3 separate regions of the Sus scrofa genome follow, and regions 1 and 2 are each linked to region 3. Evidence: chromatin contacts called from public HiChIP or PLAC-seq data. All regions are on one chromosome and are shown on one strand. Each heading gives the region's core, a stretch centred on a gene start, on an enhancer-like site or on the middle of the called end of the contact. The rest is flanking DNA. Distances are from core to core; before and after follow the strand shown. Region 1 has its middle 8.7 kb from the start of EPCAM. Region 2 has its middle 34 kb from the start of EPCAM. Region 3 overlaps TTC7A (tetratricopeptide repeat protein 7A).

Evidence for each region. HiChIP or PLAC-seq counts read pairs in DNA pulled down with a chosen protein or histone mark.
Region 1: an H3K27ac HiChIP or PLAC-seq map of alveolar macrophages shows a contact between it and region 3. The contact joins two enhancer-like sites. A contact is called at or near these places in 1 of 5 promoter capture datasets (fetal liver) and 1 of 2 datasets of contacts at active chromatin or transcription factors (alveolar macrophages).
Region 2: an H3K27ac HiChIP or PLAC-seq map of alveolar macrophages shows a contact between it and region 3. The contact joins two enhancer-like sites. A contact is called at or near these places in 4 of 47 Hi-C or Micro-C datasets (blood, liver and subcutaneous adipose tissue) and 2 of 2 datasets of contacts at active chromatin or transcription factors (alveolar macrophages and skeletal muscle).

What each region holds. Positions count from the first base shown.
Region 1 is chr3:93,191,877-93,195,979 of Sscrofa11.1, forward strand. No RefSeq gene overlaps it. Among named protein-coding and RNA genes, the nearest start is that of EPCAM, 8.7 kb to the left of the region's middle. Within about 2 kb of position 1,820, at least 20 of the 83 cell types and tissues checked have an H3K27ac peak or open chromatin away from gene starts, as enhancers often do. A contact at or near this core is called in alveolar macrophages, where this site is marked.
Region 2 is chr3:93,217,649-93,221,676 of Sscrofa11.1, forward strand. No RefSeq gene overlaps it. Among named protein-coding and RNA genes, the nearest start is that of EPCAM, 34 kb to the left of the region's middle. Within about 2 kb of position 2,398, at least 6 of the 83 cell types and tissues checked have an H3K27ac peak or open chromatin away from gene starts, as enhancers often do. A contact at or near this core is called in alveolar macrophages, where this site is marked.
Region 3 is chr3:93,524,901-93,529,167 of Sscrofa11.1, forward strand. All of the region lies in intron 8 of TTC7A (tetratricopeptide repeat protein 7A), which reads right to left. Among named protein-coding and RNA genes, the nearest start is that of TTC7A, 65 kb to the right of the region's middle. Within about 2 kb of position 2,496, at least 24 of the 83 cell types and tissues checked have an H3K27ac peak or open chromatin away from gene starts, as enhancers often do. A contact at or near this core is called in alveolar macrophages, where this site is marked.

The DNA.
Region 1 (4,103 bases), core at 570-3,069, 330 kb before region 3:
CTTCCATATGCAATGGGTGTGGCCCTAAAAAGAAGAAGAGAGAACAGGTGCTCTCCTGTGGCTCAGCAAGTGAAGGATCTGGCATTGTCACTGCCGCAACTTGGATTACTGTTGTGGTGTGAGTTTTATCCCTGGCCCAGGAACTTCCACATGTCTCAGGTATGGCAAGAAGAAGGAGAAGAGGAGGAGGAGGAGGAGGAGCTGGAGGTGGGGAGAGAAAGAGGAGAGGGAAGGAGGGAGAACAGATGCAGGTAACTCTTGCACAATTTTTTCCAAGATAATGAGAGAAATAGGATAGTGAAATGGAGACATGAGGGCTCAAGGAAGGTTCTTATTGATCTGAGGGAGACTATAACATGTTTCTATATGTTAGTGATTAAATGATCCAGGAGAGAGGGGAGACTGATGGGGTAGGGAGACCAGGAATAACTGAAGGAGGGACTGCATTGAGAAAGGGAGAAAGACGGAGTTCCCGTCGTGGCACAGTGGATAACGAACCCGACTAGGAACCATGAGGTTGTGGGTTCAATCCCTGGCTTTGCTCAGTGGGTTACCATAGGAGTTCTTGAGTGCGTGAGCTGGAAGGACGAGAGAGGGTAGGATGGGGCTTCAAAGGAGCTGGATGTTCAGAAGCAGGGAAGGAAAGAAATCACTTGGAAATGACAAGCAGCACAGCTACCACATCCCCCTGGTCCTCAAGTGCCTGGGATGTCAGTACCTTCTAGCTGAAAGGGCGACAGAGCAGATGGGATAATCAGGGACTGACAGGTCCGCTTACTGCCAGGACATGGAGGGAATGTTCAAAGGAGAGGAGGCTACTGGAATGTTTGATAGTGATGGATCTGGAGTTGGAAAGGGCACGGTGGAAGAGTTTGGGGAGGGCAGGGAGGGGATGGAGTAGATTAGGTGATGCTTGGGGATTCTGGGATGAATGGCCAATGTTGACCCAGAGGGCTTGTTCTTCTGGCAGTGACTGAGGAGAATAAGATAGAAAGCATGATGGGATTGATCTAACACGTTCTGGGAGGGAGATTGGAAATCAGCCTGAGCTGTGTGGATTTGAATAGTTAGTAAGAAGGTCCAGGAACTTCACGGTGACAGCCCGCCCCCACAGTGTGGTGGTGGTGGAATCTTGGGAGTGGGAGATGTGGTCTCTCTGAAAGGATATGGTAAAGTAGGGGCCATGGGGTGACCCATCTTAGCTAAATGAATGCATGAGTCACTTGAATGAGTAAGTCATGATCATTAATAAGTACCGTGCATTTACTTTGCATATGACTTTACCATTCTTTTTCTGTTGTTGTTGTTGTTGTTGTTGCTTTTCAGGGCTGCACTAGCAGCATATGGAGGTTCTCAGGCTAGGGGTCAAATTGGAGCTACAGCTGCCGGCCTACACCACAGCTCGCAGCAACGCCAGATCCTTAACCACTGAGCGAGGCCAGGGATCCAACCTGAAACCTTATGGTTCCTAGTCGATTTGTTTCTGCTGCGTCATGATGGAAACTCCGACTTAACCATTCAACAGTGGTAAAAAGAATATACTGTTCTTAGAGACACTTAAGAGAGGAACTGGTTTGTTCCAGAAATTGTATTCTGGCCTAGACAGAAGGAAATAAGAGTGTAGCTAACAGAGATGGACCTTAACCTTTGCCTTATCAGGTTCGGAGAGGGGTGGGGTCTTTATGACAGGTCATTTATGGTGTTGGCAATAGCCCTTATGAAACCTGAGAGCTTTTTTTTTTTTTTTCAGACAGTTTAGTGACATCTCTGAAGCAACAGAGTATACATGAACCATTGTGAGGAAGTTCTTTCTCCTGGTAATTGGACAGGGTCCAACAGGACTGCAGCCTTGAGTTCTCGTGTTGCTAGTTGAGAACGAATGCATTGGCAGGTTTTTTTTGAACAGGGGTCTTAGGACCTGAGACTAAGTAGGAGACCCCTAAGGTAGGACCCCTAAGTCTGCTCCCCTGGGTTCTAGGCCCACTGCGCCCCCACTTGTAGTCTCCAGCAAGGAGAGGACTCTTATTTGGCAAGAGATGAAATATGTGAGCCACGGTTCACTGGGAGAGAAAGGACGGGTGGTAGAGGAAGGGAACAGGCCACCACAGGCAGTGAGTGTCTCTCTACCATGCAAGGCATGATAAGGAAACCACAAAGGAAAAAACCACACACTTAGATTGCTTTCCTTTCTAAAATTATCTGTATGTTCCCATAAGAACTCCTAAGATGTCCCTAGAAAATCAAGATGTATGATAAGAATGAACTAAGTGTCACAAACTTCATTTCACTGGTACTCCTACGCAGGATGAATGAATTATCAAGTGTCAGAGTCCAGCTGAACCACATACAACGCACATCACTGTACACAATACTGACTCAGAATGTACCCAGTTTGATAATGTTCCGGGGAGTCCAGGCTGTCCCCTGTCCTTCTGCTAAGGATCAGTAGTCACTGAGGGCTGCCTGAGTAAGAGAATGATTGCCTTGAATTGGTAGAAGGAAGTGAAAGAAGGAAATAAAGAAGCGGATAGAGAAGAGGTGAGGGAGGATGTGTCCCGTCTTCCTTGGTTCCTGGTTTGTCAGAAAAGAAGGGGAAGTTCCAGGAGTTTGTAGGAAAGTTTTGTGATAAAGTAATGACCATATTTCCATTTCCACACAGGATTAATCAGGTGAACTAGCAGCGGGTTACAATAGGGGTGGGCGGGATGGTGGTGATGGTGATATAAAGTCTTGTAGGGGAGTTCCTGTTGTGGCGAAGCAGAAATGAATCTGACTAGGAATCATGAGGTTGCGGGTTTGATCCCTACCCTCGCTCAGTGGGTTAACAATCTGGCATTGCCATGAGCTGTGGTGTAGGTTGCAGACACAGCTCGGATCCTGTGTTGCTGTGGCTGTGGTGTAGGTCAGCAGCTGTAGCCCCTATTGGACCCCTAGCCTGGGAACCTCCATATGCCAAGGGTGCAGCCCTAGAAAAGACAAAAACAAACAAGCAAAGTCCTGTAGAGAGCAAACCTACAGTTAGAACTCCCCCGCCCATGGTCAGCAGCTGGCAGAACTTGCTAGAATACAGCTAGGAGCTGATGCGTGGTAAGTTGAGTCTCCTTACACAGTTAGAGCACTGTTAAGGGCCAATTTCTACCTCCCCTTTGGTCAAAAAGACAGCCCAGAAAAAAAATAGCATGTGGGTGTAAAGGCTGCAAATAACTCAAAGACTATCTCAGAATGATGAAGGGTTAGGAAGCCATCTTAACATGCAGGATATCACACTTTGCTTCCATCCTTAGGGACAAAAGGCTTTGTAGGAGAAAGCAGCAGGTCTGTTGAATGGAGCTTGCTAACTGGTGGAATTACCCAAATATAGATAAGAACACAGCCACAGCTCCGTCTGTGTGTCCCCAAACTGGTTCACCCCTGAGAAATAGTCCATGTAAAAGCACAGGTAAGGAATTCCCATCGTGGCACAGCGGTTAACGAATCCAACTAGGAACCATGAGGTTGCGGGTTTGATTCCTGACCTCGCTCAGTGCGTTAAGGATCCGGCGTTGCTGTGAACTGTGGTGTAGGTTGCAGACACGGCTCAGTTCCTGCGTTGCTGTGGCTGTGGTGTAGGCCGGCGGCTACAGCTCCTATTCGACCCCTAGCCTGGGAACCTCCATATGCTGCGGGAAGTGGCCCTAGAAAAGACAAAAAAAAAAAAAAAAAAAAAAGACAGAAGTTTATCTGATGCATGCTTGGGGGCAAAGATGTGAGAGTTGGCCTATGAGTAAGCCTTAAGGGGATCCAAAATTATCTAACGGTTTTTCAGAACCAATCGTCGAGGAGAAGAGATAAAATGATGCTGGGTTTTTTTGGTTTGTTTTTGTTTTTGCCATTTCTTGGGCCGCTCCCGCGGCATATGGAAGTTCCCAGGCTAGGGGTCCAATCAGAGCTGTAGCCACCGACCACAGCCACAGCCACAGCAATGTGGGGTCCAAGCCGTGTCTGCGACCTTCATCACAGCTCCCGGCAATGCCGGATCATTAACCCACTGAGCAAGGCCAGGGATCAAACCTGCAACCTCATGGTTCCTAGTTGGATTCATTAACCACTGGGCCACAACGGGA
Region 2 (4,028 bases), core at 1,148-3,647, 310 kb before region 3:
TATGACACACCGAAGTTTGCATGGGAGTGTGTAATAAAGTCTGGCATCACCCTTTCAAGCATGCAGTGTTGCTCCATACTGCACAGTTGCAGTGGGACGATTGAAATGATCCAGTAAAAGCCCACAAGAACGACGTGGACAGGGAAGGTGGCTCCTGGGAGGAGGGGGTAGAAACCTCCATGAGGGCTCATGGGTTCTTGAACTGTACCCGCTTCAGAGTTGAGCCCAATGTGGAACACCCAGGAACTGCTGAGGATGGACCGGGCGGAGAATTACCTGCAAAGGTGAGTGGAGGTGATTCTCTCTCCGAACAAACAGAGAATGCAGCCTCCGCGATGACATCACCTGCGGTTCTGCGAAAGAGACAGTGCTTGGCAGAGGCGGATGTTAACCACACCTGGCTGGGTGGGTTTGGCCCTGTGCTGTCTGGTTCCATTCAAGGCTGGCTTCAGTGGGGGTTGAAGAGGCAGCTATCGATGTGGTGACCTGATCACCTCCACTTAAGTACGTCTCTGCCCTGAGCTAAGAGTCTCACTTTTAGACTTCAGTTCCTTTGTGTATTTTCCTCTTGTTAAAATGTGAACACCTGGGAGTTCCCGTCGTGGCTCAGTGGTTAACGAATCTGACTAGGAACCATGAGGTTTTGGGTTCGATCCCTGGTCTTGCTCAGTGGGTTAAGGATCTGGCATTGCCATGAACTGTGGTGTAGGTTGCAGATGAGGCTCAGATCTCGCGTTGCTGTGGCTGTGGTGTAGGCTGGTGGCTACAGCTCTGATTCGACCCCTAGCCTGGGAACCTCCATATGCCGCAGGAACAGCCCAAGAAATGGCAAAAAGACCAAAAAAAAAAAAAAAAAAAATGTGAACACCTGGAGTTCTGTTGTGGCTCATCGGTAATGAACCTGACTAGTATCCGTGAGGACATGGGTTCAATCCCTGGCCTCACTCAGTGGGTTAAAGATCTGGCATTGCTGTGAGCTGTGGTGTAGGTCACAGATATGGCTCAAATCTGGTACTGCTGTGCTATGGCATAGGCCTGCAGCTACAGCTCCACTTCTACCCCTAGCCTGAACTTCCATATGTCATGGGTGTGGCCCTAAAAAGACAAAAAAAAAAAAAAAAAAAAGTGAACACCTTGTCAGGAATGGTGAATTGAGGATTTTTTCCACCCAGTGGGGTTTCCAGTGGAGCACAGCACCCTACCAGATGAGAGATGCAGAGATAAAATTTGAGGAAGTCAGGATGGGAGGAAATGCACCTTTAGATTTTTTCTGAAAAGGCCCTGGTGCCCAGAAGGAGCCCAGAAGACAGAGGAAGGGATGAGGACGGGGTCTCACAGCCAAACATTAGCATGTAGCTTGGGCTAAGATCTGGCTAATTGAGGATAGGGTTAGGGTAATTGTGGTGGGAATGTCCCCCCAAGGAAATTCTCTGCCTCTCATAAGGCAAATTTACATTAGGGTTAGTTACAGGCATGATTAGGAAAGAGATTAGGAGCCATGACTGTCATCACCATGGAGAGCGGGTCTGGAGCTAGGAGGCAGGACCTCAGGTTAGAGCAGCTGGTGCTTCAGCGGCCAGAGATTCAGACTCAGACTACTTGGCTTGGAGTTCCCATCGTGGCGCAGTGGTTAACAAATCCGACTAGGAACCATGAGGTTGCAGGTTTGATCCCTGGCCTTGCTCAGTGGGTTAAGGATCCAGCATTGCCATGAGCTGTGGTGTAGGTCGCAGACTCGGCTCGATCTGGTGCTGCTGTGGCTCTGGCGTAGGCCGGCAGCTGCAGCTTCAACTGGACCCCTAGCCTGGGAACCTCCATATGTCGTGGGAGCTGCCCTAGAAAAAGCAAAAAGCCAAAAAAAAAAAAAAAAGAAAAAAGACTCTATTTGGCTTGACCTGCTGTCAAGGTATGATTGATGTCAGGCATGCTAGAAGGCTCTCTCCCCCCTGTTTCCACACCTGCTCACCGAGGCCTGACATTCCTTTTAATGGAGAGCAAAGCCTTGCATTGTGTAACTAAAGAGCAAGCTTCAAAGGACCGGAGGGAAAGAGAGAGAAGATACGGTACACACAACATTGAAAGAGACAAAGAAAGCCCAGGGGCCTAGGGCTGGGGAGATCGAAGGGGTGTGTGTAGGGGGGCAATGGAGTGTCTAGAATGGTATAATTTTGCTCAAGGCCATCCCAATGAAGAAAAAATTTTTTTCCCTCACAACAGCCACAGAGTCCCTTCAGAATTTCTTTAAGCTTTCCAAGAATTAGGAAGCAGACGAAAAGGAGACCTTTCTTTAGACAAGTTACTGAGAATATGAGGGGGTGGGGTGTGTGGAGGGGGCTCAAATTTTATATCTAAATTCTTTAATAGGCCTCCAACCCCCACTTTGAAATGCAGTACCGCCCTCTGCTGGCCATAGTGGGTAGAGTTCACCAAAACCAAGGACAACTTCCATGCTCTTTTTCCATAATCCAGGAAAGATCAGAGCCTTGCCTTCCCGCATGAGGTGAGAGACAAATCCAATGTGGAATGGTGTTCCCACCACCATGCCCCATCAGAAATCATCCCTTAGTTTCTTTTGGCTTTGCTCTCTCTCTCTCTCTTTTTTTTTTTTAGGGCCACACCAACAGCATATGGAGGCTCCCAGGCTAGGGGTATAATCACAGCTACAGAGACAGCTTACACCACAGCCACAGAAACATCAGATCTGAGCCGAGTCTGCAACCTATACCACAGCTCACTGCAATGCAGGATCCTTAACCCACTGAGCAAGACCAGGAATGGAACCCACAACCTCACGGTTCCTATTCGGATTCATTTCACTGCGCCCCCACGGGAACTCCTGTCTTTTGGTTTTGAATTTAAATAGGTATATCTAGCTTTTTTAGCCCCTGCTTAGCAAATTAGGTCACATTGGCATAAATGTTCGAAGAACAGTAGATCCAAACCCTACGCATCTGATTGCCGGGCCCTGGCCATCTTCCTCAGAGACTCTGTCTCAGTGCTCACTGGAAAAGTAGGCCTGTGATCTGGGGCTCTGGGCACCTGGGAGAGCCCTTCTTGCCAGCTCCTGACCATACAAAGGCTCTTGGCCAGTGAAGCCCTTTAAGAAACTTTCCTGCCACACGGCTGACCATGGCCCAGGCACTGCTGATGCCCAGCTCTGCCAGAGTGACCAGTCCTGCTGGCCCCAGTTTCTACACAAAAAATAGGAAGAAGGAGCCCGGTAGAGATTTGGGATTTATTCAGATATGCTTGTATAACCAAAGAACTCAACTTGAATGCTCTCAGTTGCCTGGTGTTATTTATGTTTGGGTATTAAAACAAGGTTTTTGCTTAGGGGCTATTTTTCAGTCTTGGAAGAAGCCACAAATCAACTCTGAAATCAAAGTGAAAACTTTCCTATTATTCTCTATTATTCTTTTTTAATGTTTAACCCCAAATCTGCCTTCCTTTACTTCAGAGGTCTTCAAAACTTTCCATAATGAAGAGTGGGTGCATATTCATCGAATCCCTTAAGATGAGAAATGGAGCCTAAAAAAAAGATGTTCCCAGCACAGCTCCCCAGGAATCAGTGGTATTAAGTATTAAAGTCAAGTTTCACCTTGGGGAGGAAAAAAAAAACGTGTCTGTGGGTTTATAGACTTTTCTCAAAGCACATGGGGAAACATGAAATATGGGTCTGATTTCAGAGGCTGGTGAATGGACGCTTATCCAGTTTTCAAAGGCAAATAAAATCCAAGTTATTACTTCTGACACAAACAACCCAGACTCTCAAGACGCCGAGGTGCCGTTTAGCATCTGGAAGAAGCTGATGAGGTGGCAGTGATCTGAGTCTAAGGCTGCTCAACCACACTCTGCAGGCCTTCGGCTGATGTTTTATTATTGCCGTGGAGAGCTTCATGCCTCTCCTAATGCCAATCTCAGGATCCATCTCAGCTCTAACAGGAGCAAGTGGGAACAAGAGACTTTGCCAAGGACCCATACTGGAAGATGTGTGCATTGACAGCTGTGGCCAGGGGTGCATAACCTGT
Region 3 (4,267 bases), core at 1,246-3,745:
CTGGTAATCGTCCGCTCACACAAAGAGCTTCAGAGAATTCCTGGAACTGACTAGATCGGGTGGGTGGCTCGGCCACTTGACTCACAGGACGGGAGCTTGGGCTGTGGCCCCTCTGTAACCTCCTCTCTTCCTCTGCAGGTCCCCCAAGCCCCTCTGATAAGGATCCCCCACACTTCCTTCTCATCAGCCCTGTGTCCAGCCCAGACCTCACCCCTGACTCCTTCCAACTACGGAACTCTCCTCTGACCCTCTCCAGGAGTCTCCCCGCAACCTGAGGTCTCCACGCTTGGCATCCGCACTCAGGAGGCCTGTAGCTCCGAGTCACCAGGGGGCTGCTCAGGGAGGGGAGCGGCAAGGGGAAAACATGCTTTAGGAGTGGGTGATTCTATACCATCTGAAGCGGGGAGTTTGGTATGACCAAGCCAGAAATCTTGCCATCAGAAACTGGGGTCCTGTTCTGTGGGCTGTGGTCCCACCCCCTCCTGTACACTCACACCCTGGGGACAGCACTCAGGCTCAGGGGTAGCTAAACAGGAGTCACGGGGCTCCCCAAAGGCGGGGGTCAGGCCAGGGATGCTCTGAGTCCATGTCTCCTGCACCTGTGCATGCGCGTGCGCACACACATGCGCACCCACACACACACCCCACACACACACACTCCCCCTCCCCCCACTCTGAGGGCCATGCCTCAGCAGAGGCAAAGCGGGGTTCTAGCCAGACCCACCCTCTGGCTGCTCCCAGCATCTTCCCTCTCCTGCCTCTTCTCCCCTCTGCCAAAAGGGTCTCTTCCCAGCATCCCCTTCCCTCTGCAGAAGGGGCTGAACCCCTTCCATTGAGTTGGGATTCGGCTTCCTTTACTTCCCCATTAAAGACCTCAGATCCAAGGACTCGGCCCTCTTGAAGGAATAAAAAGGAACTGCTGACACTTAAAACCCAGAGCCCGCTGGTCAGATTCAAACACGTCCACAGGTGGTCCTTCCAACCGCCCTCTGGACAAGAGCACTATCCCCTTCTCCAGGTCAGGGGCCAAGGCTCCCGAGGGTGATGGCTTCAGAGGCCTTTGGACTGTAGGTCCTGTCCTGCAGGCCTGAAGTACACTCCCAGAGAGGCTTCTAGAAGCCAAAATGCCTATAAGACCCAAGGATGTGACTCACCCTCTGGGTCATTTCAGCCCAGTGGTTGGGGTTCCTGGTGGCTGCCCTGCCAGACACAATAGGCAAGGGCTGCCCATCGCCCCAATGGACCTGGGACCTGCCCCAGGAAATGGTGCCGGGGATGCCAGGTGATGCCCAGAAGGGCACTGGTGCCAGCCTGGTAAGTAGGAGCTGGTCAGGCTCCAAAGGGTTAATGGAGAGGTACAGAGAGGGAAAGTGCCAGAGAAATCCCCCTCCTTCCTGATGAAATCCACCCACACGGGCACCAACAGGAAGAGAGAAGAAATTCTAAGGAGAGCCTTGGCAGGAGCTATCTCACCGAAGAACACAAAACTCGCTCTGTGCCAGGCCATGTACCTCCCTGCTCCTCCACCTCCGGCAACTTCTTCCCAGCTCTGGTCCCACCAGGCAGTGGCGGGGGGAGGATGGGAGACTGTCCCTGCCCTCAGAGAGGAGCTATGGAACTGGCAGCAGCAGCAGTACCTAGGACACGTATGAACGGAATCTGACCTAGACCTCTGGGCTGGGGGGAAAGGGGGCAGGGCAGGCAGCCCACAGGGGTAGGCCCCCTGCCAGGCACCTCCAGGACTGGGGACCCAGCCATGCAGCCTAGTCTCATGCAGGGGATGGTGGGCAGTGAGCTCTGGTTGGTCTGTCCTCCAAGTGCAGCAGCCCCCACCACCCCCACCAGGGCAGTCTGAGCTCCAGGCCCTGCCCACCGGGCCAGCTTCTCTCCAGCAGGTACCAAGTCCTTTCCTGTGGCTCCCGCTCCTCACCAAGGCCTGTCTTTGTTCCCTTTGTCAACGTGGATGCCTTCTGGCTCCTTCAACTCAACTCGGGGACCCCTTCCTTCTGCCACTGACCCTGACTCATCTTGTCAGGGGAGGCTGGGCGCCCCCCTCATCCTCCCCCCACCCTGAACCCTGGACCCCACTGGCATCAGTCCTCAGGGCAAGGATGCATCTCACTCAACTCTCGCCTCCCAGCCCCAGCAGAGGCCCACACAGGGCACTTACAAGTGACATTCGAGAGAGAGAAAGATTTCTGGGCCTGGTGTGGCAACTTCCTCCTGTTGCCCTAGACCTTGACCTTGACCCAGAACAGTGTCTCTGAATATGCGTGCCTGGTGGGAGGGAGGCGTGGATTTCCAGCACGGGGCTGGGCAAGCACTGGGTCACAGAAGTGGGGATCCCAGGAGCATCTCCTCCGCCTGGGGACAGCCCCTCCCCCAACAGGCAGACAGTGGGGAAGGCACCTTCTCAAGGGTCCTTGGGACTTGGCACTTGTGCCAAGAGGAAAGCGCGGGTCCCCAAAGGACAACCAAAAGCAGAAGTTTGCTGAGAGGTTGCCATGGTTTTGGGGCAGGGCTGCGGTGAACCACTTCAGCGTTTGCAGGGCAGCTGGGCAGCGGGTGTGTATGTAGCCATGGCAACGGGGTGGAGGGGGAGAAGGGGCAGAAAAAAGCAAGGGGGCCGTCCACGCGGTAGGAATTCATGTGCAGCTCAGGAGCCAGAGCAGCCTTCAGTCTCTCTGGGGGCTTCAAGCCCCTGCCCAGGGCGCCCTGGCTGTGCCCCTCCCTCCTCTGCTGGGCTCACCCCGCTTAGGCTGCTTAATACCTCTAGCCCCATCAGCAGCCTGCCTTGAACCAGTCTCAGCCACACTCTTTCTCTTCCACCACTGCAGTGTCTTCACAAGGAAATCTTCCAGATCAAGTGCAGTGACAGACATAAATTACACAGACACTACATGTTCTTAACACCAGACTCCTGACTCGCCTTGGAAGGAGGGCAGGTTGTCGTCCTACACTTTCCCCTGCAAAACCCCCCACTCCTACCACTGGGGGTGCACTTAATCCCAAGCAGGGCTCAGCAGCTGTCCCTGTCCCTAGTCTTGGGCTCTCTGCTGTCCTCCCAGGGGCAGCCTCCCCATACTGAGGGACATTTGCCCCAGGCCTCTGGCCAGCCAGGAAAGGAAAAGCCAAAGAAAAGCCAAACATGCTCCACCTCATCCCCCCACGATTCAGCATGACCCATTGTCTTTGGGCCTCTCCATCCATGAAGCAAACATGGGGCCTCGAGAAAACACCCACAAGGAACACCTCCATTCCCTAAAGCCGGCCAGCCCATGTGAAACTCCTCAGGCAGGGTGGTTCTGGCTCAAATAGCCATTCCTTATGCGTGTGCCATGCGTTTTAGGAGCTGAGTTACCACGGCCGGCATCTCGTCTGGCCTCACAGTAACCCCACAGAGGGGCGGGATGAAATCACGGATGCCCCTTTTGCAGATGGGGAAACCGAGCCCCAGGGGATGAACACACTTGTGCAAGGTCCCCAGGAATTAAGACTGAACCCTCCGGCGGCCAGTCCAGGGCAGCTTCCGCTGCCCTGAGTACCTGCAGCCTCCTGGGCCTCCTCTGCCAGCCCCATTTCTGACAACGCTGGCTGCAGGGCCCTGGACGGCACTGACCTTCACTTTGCCCAGCCTCGTCTCTCCTCTCTGATCCTGCAAACAAACAGGGTAGGAGGAGGGAACCAACTTGCGGAGCACTTTCTAAGTGGTATCTCATAATACAACGACCAGCTCCTGTTCTATTGTCCGATTTTATAGATGAGAAAACCGAGGCCCAGACAGACCAGGGAGGCTCCCTGAGGCATACAAACAGGGGGTTCAGGACCCTGACTAGAACACAGACATTCTGACTTCACTCTGGCTCTTCCCTTGCCTCTAAGTGCCTCCGTTCATGCCACCAGAGGCCTGGGATGGCTCTGCCTAGGGAAGCACCAAAGCAAAACATAAGGCTGGGCTTTCTCATTCAGGCACCAGATGCTGCTTCTCTGCGGAGAACAAGCCCCTTGGACATGTGTCCAGGGCTCTGCTCAGCCCTGTCCTTGGAGACTGCCTCTGATCTGGTCAAGAACCAGCCTCAGGGTCTGCCACTCACCCCCCAACAACCATCACCCCAGGAAGAAGCCTCCTGGCGGCATCTGGCATGGGGCTTGCCCCTCCCTGGAGGATGCTGTCAGAGCCTGCCCGTGCTGTCACTTGTCCCCCACCAGCAGACATAATTATCACCAGATCTCCAGCTGCCAGTCTACAGAGCCAAGAAATAACATG